Regions from separate parts of the Pan troglodytes genome. Here region 2 is linked to region 1. Evidence: chromatin contacts called from public HiChIP or PLAC-seq data. All regions are on one chromosome and are shown on one strand. Each heading gives the region's core, a stretch centred on a gene start, on an enhancer-like site or on the middle of the called end of the contact. The rest is flanking DNA. Distances are from core to core; before and after follow the strand shown. Region 1 holds the start of CCDC86 (coiled-coil domain containing 86). Region 2 holds the start of TMEM216 (transmembrane protein 216).

Region 1 (3,742 bases), core at 515-3,014:
CAAGAAAAGGGCCTAGCACGAAGCCTGGCACAGAGTCAGCTTCTTCCTTAAAAACACCCTCCTTCCTCATGGTCCCTCACAGGCATACATCCCTGACTCCCCCCTGTGGTTCCCATTAGCTCGAATTGGAACTGAACCCCACACCTCTCCTTCATGGCAGCCTACACTCTTCCTTCTTCAGATGAGCTACTTCGTTCCTTCATTAAATAAGCATTCATTGAGCATTTACTATGCCCTTGGCACAGAAAGACAAGAAAGATCTCGTGCCTGCCCCTTAAGAAAGTTGCAATCCAATTCAAGGTGGATCTACAGGGATTGGGTAAAGGGGTTTTTTGCACACAGGCTTCGGAATCAGATCTGTGCTCAGGTCCTGTGCCTACCACTCATTTAGCCTTGGTTTCCTCACACAAAAAACAGGAATAATAACACCACCTGCTTCACAGGGCTGACGTGCAGATTAAGCGTGATGACACATGCTGTTCCATGTTTGAAAGGCTGTTGACTGGTAAATCCTTATTAAGGCTGTTGACTGGTAAATCCTTATATAATCAGTGCTCAGTAATACTTTTTATTTTAAAGGCAAATAACTGTAATAGACTATATTGGATGAAGACCTCACTGCTTTGATCAAGTAATGGCTGGTTTACTTGCTTCTGCCTCCCTTACTAGAGAGGGCAGACAACGGTAAATGTCTGTTGAACGAATACAGACCTGAGGTGCTACAGGAGAGGCCCATAGGGACCCTGAGGAGGAAAGGCATCAGAGAAATTGATCTTTGAGGGCCTGGCCCCACCCTCTCCGGGATCCCAGGGCATTTTACCACATTCTGATTGTAATTACCTGTTTGCTAACATCCCCACTAACGTGAGCTCTCTCTAACCCTGGGGCTATTCTCCAGGCTGCAGCAGGGCAAAGGCGGGGTCCCAACACCATAGAGAACGCCACCCCTGTCCATGCTGTCCCCCACTTCACCTTTTCTTGGAGCGGTCCTTCCACACTCGTCCCGATTTGGGCTTCCCCTTTGGGATTACAGGAAGCTCCTCTTTATTCAACGTCTTGGACGCTAGGGCCTGGGATGAAGAACCTTTTCGCTTCTTTGCCCCGAAGCCGCCTGTCACCGTCTCCCCAGCTGGAGGTGGTTTGCTCGGCTCATGCTGACCCCGGGGGGAGCCAGGTGCCCTGGGTGTCAGCTCCAGTAGTGGCTGAGAGGGCTCCGGACCGGGAGCTTGCTGACCGGGGTAAGGCTCTGGTGATCCCGGGACCGGCGGTAGCTGATGCTGGGGGGCCCCCGGGGTCAGCTCCTCCTTACTCTGGGCCAACTCCGAGGCCAGTACTCCCTGGTCCTGAGAACACTTTGGTGCCTCCTCACTTGGCTTCGGCTGACATCGTGGGGATTCAGGACTGTACTCCGGCTGTCTTTGAGGCGACTCCAGGTGTAGGTCTTGCTGACGCTGGGGGGACGCTGCGCCTGGCTCTGGCTGCCCTTGGGGGGACTCCAAGCCTGCATCCTGCTGCAGACGGGGTGATCCTGGGCTTGTCTTCGGCGGCCTTTCGGGGGACCCCAGGCCAGCCCGCTGCACACTCGGAGGAGACCCGGGCTCCCTCGTTTCTTCTGGGTTCGACTCGAACTCCACAAGGGCCCGTCTCGTCCGCGAAACTGAGGTGAGGCTCTCGGGGGATTCGGGCCTTAGGCCTCCCAGCCGTCGGCTGCGCCTTAACGGTGTATCCATGGCTCAGCCGGTAAGTTTCCACACCCCTGCGCACGTGCAGCCCCCGCCGAAACCGGCGCCTTCCTATGACGTCAGGAGTCGCCGCGTCCGTGACGCACAGGATGGGGCTGTTGCTGAGGCGGCCATGTTGGTGAGGTGTGGAGAGGCGGGACCGGGGTTGGGACGAGTGGGGCTCAGCATGCGCATGCGCAATTCGCGCGGGCGCAGTTAACATGTGACTGATGTGCTAGTCTTTTTCCTGGGATTCGCTTTTGCCTTTCTTGCAAAGTTTCCTGGGGAAAGAAGAGTGCGCAAGTAGAAAAGGGAAAGTGGGAGGACCCATTTCAGGGAGAGAACAGAGTCGAAAAAAGGTCCGAGGAGCCCATAGGCAAGGCCCGATGGATGTTTGGCAGCCAACTCCGGTGCAGTTGGGGAGAGTCCTGCCCTCCTTGGGCCTGTTTTCTCATTTGTAATAGGGGTCATTTTGCACTAGCTTCGTGCATCCCAAATGATCCTGTCAGAGTCCTCCTCCCACCTACCTGAGGGACTGCTACCTGGGGGTCCTGGAGGTGGAAGATCGGTCTTTTCTGTGTTAATTGTTCACACTCTTGATTCTCCCGTCCTGTGCTTCCGTATATAATCCATGGCTCTCCCTCCCTTTTCAGCGTTTTCAACGTTTGTGAGTGAAGTTGAGGTACCAATAAGATGCGCCACCTTTGTCCTGTGGCTCACCTGGGCCCTCGACCAGCTGCATATCCTCCCACGTCCCTCTTCTTTTGCCCCAGTTCTAGAGACGGGTTGGATCATCTCCGATCTTCCTTTCAGCCCAGACAGTGGTTTTTGCTCGTGTGTGAACCTGCTTCGCCTCCCCTCCCTTCCCTTGCTATTCACCTGTAAATGTACTTTGCTTACTAAGCACTTTGGGACCTCACCAGTGAGCGGGTGTTGACTTCTGGACCTCCCAAGGCCTAGAGAAGACTCTCGGGATGTGGGGTTGGGGAATGTGGTACTGTGGAGACTTTCGTGTGAGACCTAGGAGTGGGGCTTTGATTTACTTACAGCATGCTTCTTAGGAAGAACATCTTGGAAGTGGCCCAGTTGTGTAATTCTTGGAACTGCCTGGGGTTGGCCATTAAAGGTCCCAGGGCCCCTGTCTGACATTCCAGTGGTTTCTTTTAGAAACCATTGTTTCTCCAGCTGCGGGCTTGTGAGAGGGCCTGGGAAATTGTCCAAGAATATCGGGGGTCAGAGTATCCTCATCTTCCTCATGTTCCTGAGTCAAGGAGACCCCTGCAGGGGGGCTTTGCCTGCCTCACTGCTCCTCCCCTGCCATGCAGCTGTCCACAGCAGAAGCAGCCGGGACACCTCCTTGCCCAGCTCTTCCACCCCCCAACTGTCAGAGGAGTGAGTTCCATTCAGTTCCTTAAATGCCCTGCCCCTGCCTGGAGACCCCAATGATCTGACACTCAGAACCAAGCCCGGCAGGTGTTGCCAGAGTGCTGGAGGAGACTGTATGCCCCTCTGCCCTGCTCCAGTCCCCCTTGGCTTGCCCTGCCTCCTAAGCTCTTGTCCCCAGCTGGAGGGATCACTCTCCAGTGCCGATTGGATCATATCCTAGTCTAGCCTGAAATACTTCAGAGGGTGATCTCAGGTTTTCACCAGAGAGAGGGAGATGTGTTTTAGAGGAGGTCTTTGGGTGGCCCCCAGACATTTGGAGGCACTTTGTCAACCTCAGCATCAGGTGGGCTCTGGCCCAGAACCCCCTACTCCCACCTGAGCTCAGTTTGTCATTGTCATTATACATGGTGTGCAGAGGCCCACAGGAGACTCCTGAAATTTTCAGAAGAGCCTGGTGTGGCGATTGCTGTTGGGACCCTGTCCCCTTACACTCCTTTGCTTTCTTTTAAAAATTATTATTATTTTTGAGACAGGGTCTTGCTCTGTTGTCCAGGCTGGAGTGCAGTGGCACAATCACAGCTCACTGCAGCCTTGACCTCCCAGGCCCCAGGGATCCTCCCACCTGAGTAGCTGGC
Region 2 (3,742 bases), core at 826-3,325, 550 kb before region 1:
GAGACTCCATCTCAAAAAAAAAAAAAAACCAAAAAACAAAAAACAAAAAACTCCTACAGAGATCCTTATTCAGAGAATTGTTAGGGATCTTAGTACTGATCTGTACAGGATACACTGCCTGCCCTGACATGGAGTTACAACTGAACCTATTCCCCTAAGAATACTAGTGAGAAGAACCAAGCACTCTTCTTGCAGTTAGGCAGCTGGGAAGGAATCATCTAATATCCCATTCTATTGCCCATCTCTAGCCTTACAGAGCAACAAACAGGTAAATCTTGACCCAATGTATGAAGCAGCAACTTGAAACTTCAGAGACGGAGTAATAGGATATACAGATCCAGTCTCTGATAGTCAACCTAGGTTATGTACTTTTCTTGTTAATCAAGTTACAGATACCAGCTTGTCTCATAAGGAGTGGAAATATTCTCTGGACAACACTCACCAAAAAACAGGCGAATTACTTCAATTCCAAGATAAAGGAGGAGCATCACCACATCCAGTACTAGGTTAGCTGTTGGATATGGTAGCAGGACACCTGCCAATACAAAAGCCAGAGTTTGCGAACAGCATGTAACAGCACCCACAAGAACTGCCACACACTTGGGAAAAAAGAGGACATCAGTCTCAGCTTTCCATGAACTAGTTAGTGAGATGTGGGCATTATTACAGCAGCAGGATACATAAACTCACAATGCGACTCAGGCTCATTATTATGGTGTTTTACTCCTAACTCCAAAAGTCTCTGGGGACTCCACTCTCCAAAATGATTGGATGTACATGGGTACACAGGCCACTGAATAGTTTCTAAGGGTCACCAGTGGGCTTACAGTGGAGCTCAGCAAAGAGCAGTGATGTGGGCAGAGTCAGAATGGAGAAGCCCACATTTCTCAAACTCAAGAAATTCTTGCTGAGGGGCTGCCTATGGAATCATACTCAAAGAAGCCATCTGATGAGGAGGCCTGCCTTGCAGCGACAAAGAACTGCAGGGGGCAGAAAAGAACGGAAAATAAGAAGGTTCTTGGTAGGAATTGGCTCTGAGCTGAAGTGGGGAAGGGATGCTGTCGTCAAGCCCCAAGCCTTCCTTACCTTTATACAGAAATATGAAAAGTTCCAGCAGGAAATAGGTAGCATTATACCACCCGTTCAGAAAGAACAGGATTTCCAGCGGGGTGGAGGACAACCGTTTACCTGAAAAAGGAGCACAGAGAAGTGGGATGGGCCGGAAGGCAGCTCCCTCTCTGCTCGTATGGGTTGGTGTCTAACTTTGGGGAAACTAGACGCTGCAACTAATGGGACCGGCCACTCAGGGGCACTTCTGGTTGCTGATAATGAGGGGGCGAGGGTACGGGGGTGGGAGTGGAGGGGGCTTCCCTCGTTTCCTAGGAATCACCGTGAAACTCGACTCTTCGGCTTCAGGAATAAAAGTCAAGAGGTAACTCGCAGCTGACAGACATCTCAAAGATCTCACTCTGTCACTATTTGGGAGGGGAAGTTGGGGCGCGGAGACCAACAGATTCGCACCTGAGCCAGCCTAGAAGTGGCCCAGCCAAGGATCTGCGTTTATTTGAGCCGCGCACCTTGAGACCTTCAGGCACCCAGGGTGGGCGGGACCGCGGAAGCCGGCTTTGGACCAGGGAGGCGCGACGTCCCTAACGCTAGAGAATGGAGGGTTTAGGTCAAGCTCTGGGACAGAGGTGGGAGGGAGCGACCGAAGGGAAAGGGACCAGCGACTCACACACCTCCGGAATCTCACCTCGCGGCGCCATCTTCAGTCCCCGTGGCAGCATACGCTGCCACAGCGGCTCCCGGAGCAGCGCGGCGCTGCCGGAAACAGGGACGAAGCGGCCTGGGTTTCCGGCCCCTCTGCCCGCCCGCGGCACTCTGTGGTCACCCGGAGCTGGACGAGCTCGGAGCTGGACGAGCTCGGGCCTGGCCGCAAATGGCCCTCGCTCGGATGTCCCCTCTCCAGACCTAAGGGATAACGGTGACCACCCACGACGCCGTCGTCTGCAGGACCTCAGGGGTGCGGGGGAGGACCTTGGAGGCTCTCAGACTACCGGGCGTTGGGCGGAAGTGGCCAGTTGTGATAGTGTTACCAGGAGATTGGCAAATAGGTCCTACTCCCACGATTCTCTTTTTTCAACGGAAGACAAGAAAAGGTGTGAGCGACGGATCTCTGCAAATGCAGGGTGGAGTTAGCATTGGTCTTTTCTGCGGCCGATTTACCTACCAGGTAGAGACACGAGGGAAATAGAGCGTCCTTTCCAGGAACACACATAAATAAAATGAAACGAGTCACCACGCGATCCATAAAGTGGTGCAGTGGGAGCTGAGAGGACAAAGTGCTCCCAGGTGGAGATCTAAGTTAGTTTCCAAGAGACGGCCTGTGAGCTGGGCTTCAAAGCCTGCCTGATTCGGATTTGCAGCGGTAAAAGCGTGTTGCTGGCCGGGCTTAGTGGCTCACGCCTGTAATCCCAGCACTTTGGGAGGCCGAGGTGATGGATCACCTGAGGTCAGGAGTTCGAAATCAGCCTGGCCAACATGGCGAAACCCCGTCTCTACTAAAAATACAAAAATTAGTCGGGCGTACTGGCGCGCGCCGGTAGTTACAGCTACTTGGGAGGCTGAGGTAGGAGAATCGCTCGAACGCGGGAGGCGGAGGTTGCAGTGAGCTGAGATCGCGCCACCGCACTCCAGCCTGGGCGACAGTGAGACTCTGTGTCAAAAACAAAAAACAGAAAACTGTGTTGCTGCAGGCAGGGGAGTGCAAAAAGAAGGGTTTTGAGAGGACCCAGGTTGACTTGACTTCGCTGTTAGCCCGTTGTCAATCAGGGTAAAGCAGGAAACAGATGGCACGCTCCAACCAGGTAGCCTGAGGAAGGTGACTAAGCTTTATTTTATTTATTTCATTTTATTTTTGAGACGGAGTTTTGCTCTTGTAACCCAGGCTGGAGTGCAATGGCGCTATCTCTGGTCACTGCAACCTCTGCCTCCTGGGTTCAAGCGATTCTCCAGTCTCAGCCTCCCAAGTAGCTGGGATTACAGGTGCCCCCCACCACACCCGGCTAAATTTTTTTGCATTTTTAGTAGAGACGGGGTTTCACCATGTTGGCCAGGCTGGTCTGGAACTCCTGACCTCAGGTTACCCGCCCCCCTCCGCCTCCCAAAGTGCTGGGATTACAGGTGTGATTAATGCCCCCGGCCAAGAGTGACTAAGCTTTAAGCAAAGTGCTGTACCCCTGGCTAATTGGAATGGGGTGGGGCGGTAATTGTTACTTCTAGGCTTAAAAGGGAAGGGCCTGAAACAATTCCCTGAAGCTGGAGAGTAATATGTGCATAGAAGGCCTCCCACTAGGAACCCTCACACTCTAGGAGGCTAGTGGATAAATATAGCAGGGACCTCCATTTCCCTTCTCCCGTCTCTGATCTCTGCTTATGTCTCCCGCTGACACAACTTAACTGCAAGCTGGAGGGCAAGGAAGCCCTTTAGGGTAAGTAGGAAAGCGCAGAGCACAGAGGTTAAGGTGGAAAGGGATCCAGATCCTGCTTCCCCATCTTCGCTGCCTGCAAGACAAGAGACATTAGACAAGTTCCTGCTCTTGTGAGCCTGATATGGAAAGAAAGTGGGCCAGCTGCACCGGGCGCGGTGGCTCACACCTGTAATCCCAGCACTTTGGGAGGCTGAGGCGGGTGGATCACTTGAGGTCAGGAATTCAAGACCAGCCTGACCAACATGGTGAAA

What was found. HiChIP or PLAC-seq counts read pairs in DNA pulled down with a chosen protein or histone mark.
Region 2: an H3K4me3 HiChIP or PLAC-seq map of stem cell-derived excitatory neurons shows a contact between it and region 1, with 2.0 times the contacts expected there. The contact joins the promoter of TMEM216 here to the promoter of CCDC86 in region 1. A contact is called at or near these places in 1 of 7 Hi-C or Micro-C datasets (stem cell-derived neural progenitor cells) and 1 of 1 datasets of contacts at active chromatin or transcription factors (stem cell-derived excitatory neurons).

What each region holds. Positions count from the first base shown.
Region 1 is chr9:63,091,961-63,095,702 of NHGRI_mPanTro3-v2.0_pri, reverse strand. CCDC86 (coiled-coil domain containing 86) reads right to left here and starts at 1,764. Exons shown (of 4, transcript NM_001246553.1): 1 at 973-1,764. The coding sequence starts at 1,730.
Region 2 is chr9:63,640,134-63,643,875 of NHGRI_mPanTro3-v2.0_pri, reverse strand. TMEM216 (transmembrane protein 216) reads right to left here and starts at 2,075. Exons shown (of 5, transcript NM_001242568.1): 1 at 1,754-2,075; 2 at 1,087-1,188; 3 at 443-535. The coding sequence starts at 1,787.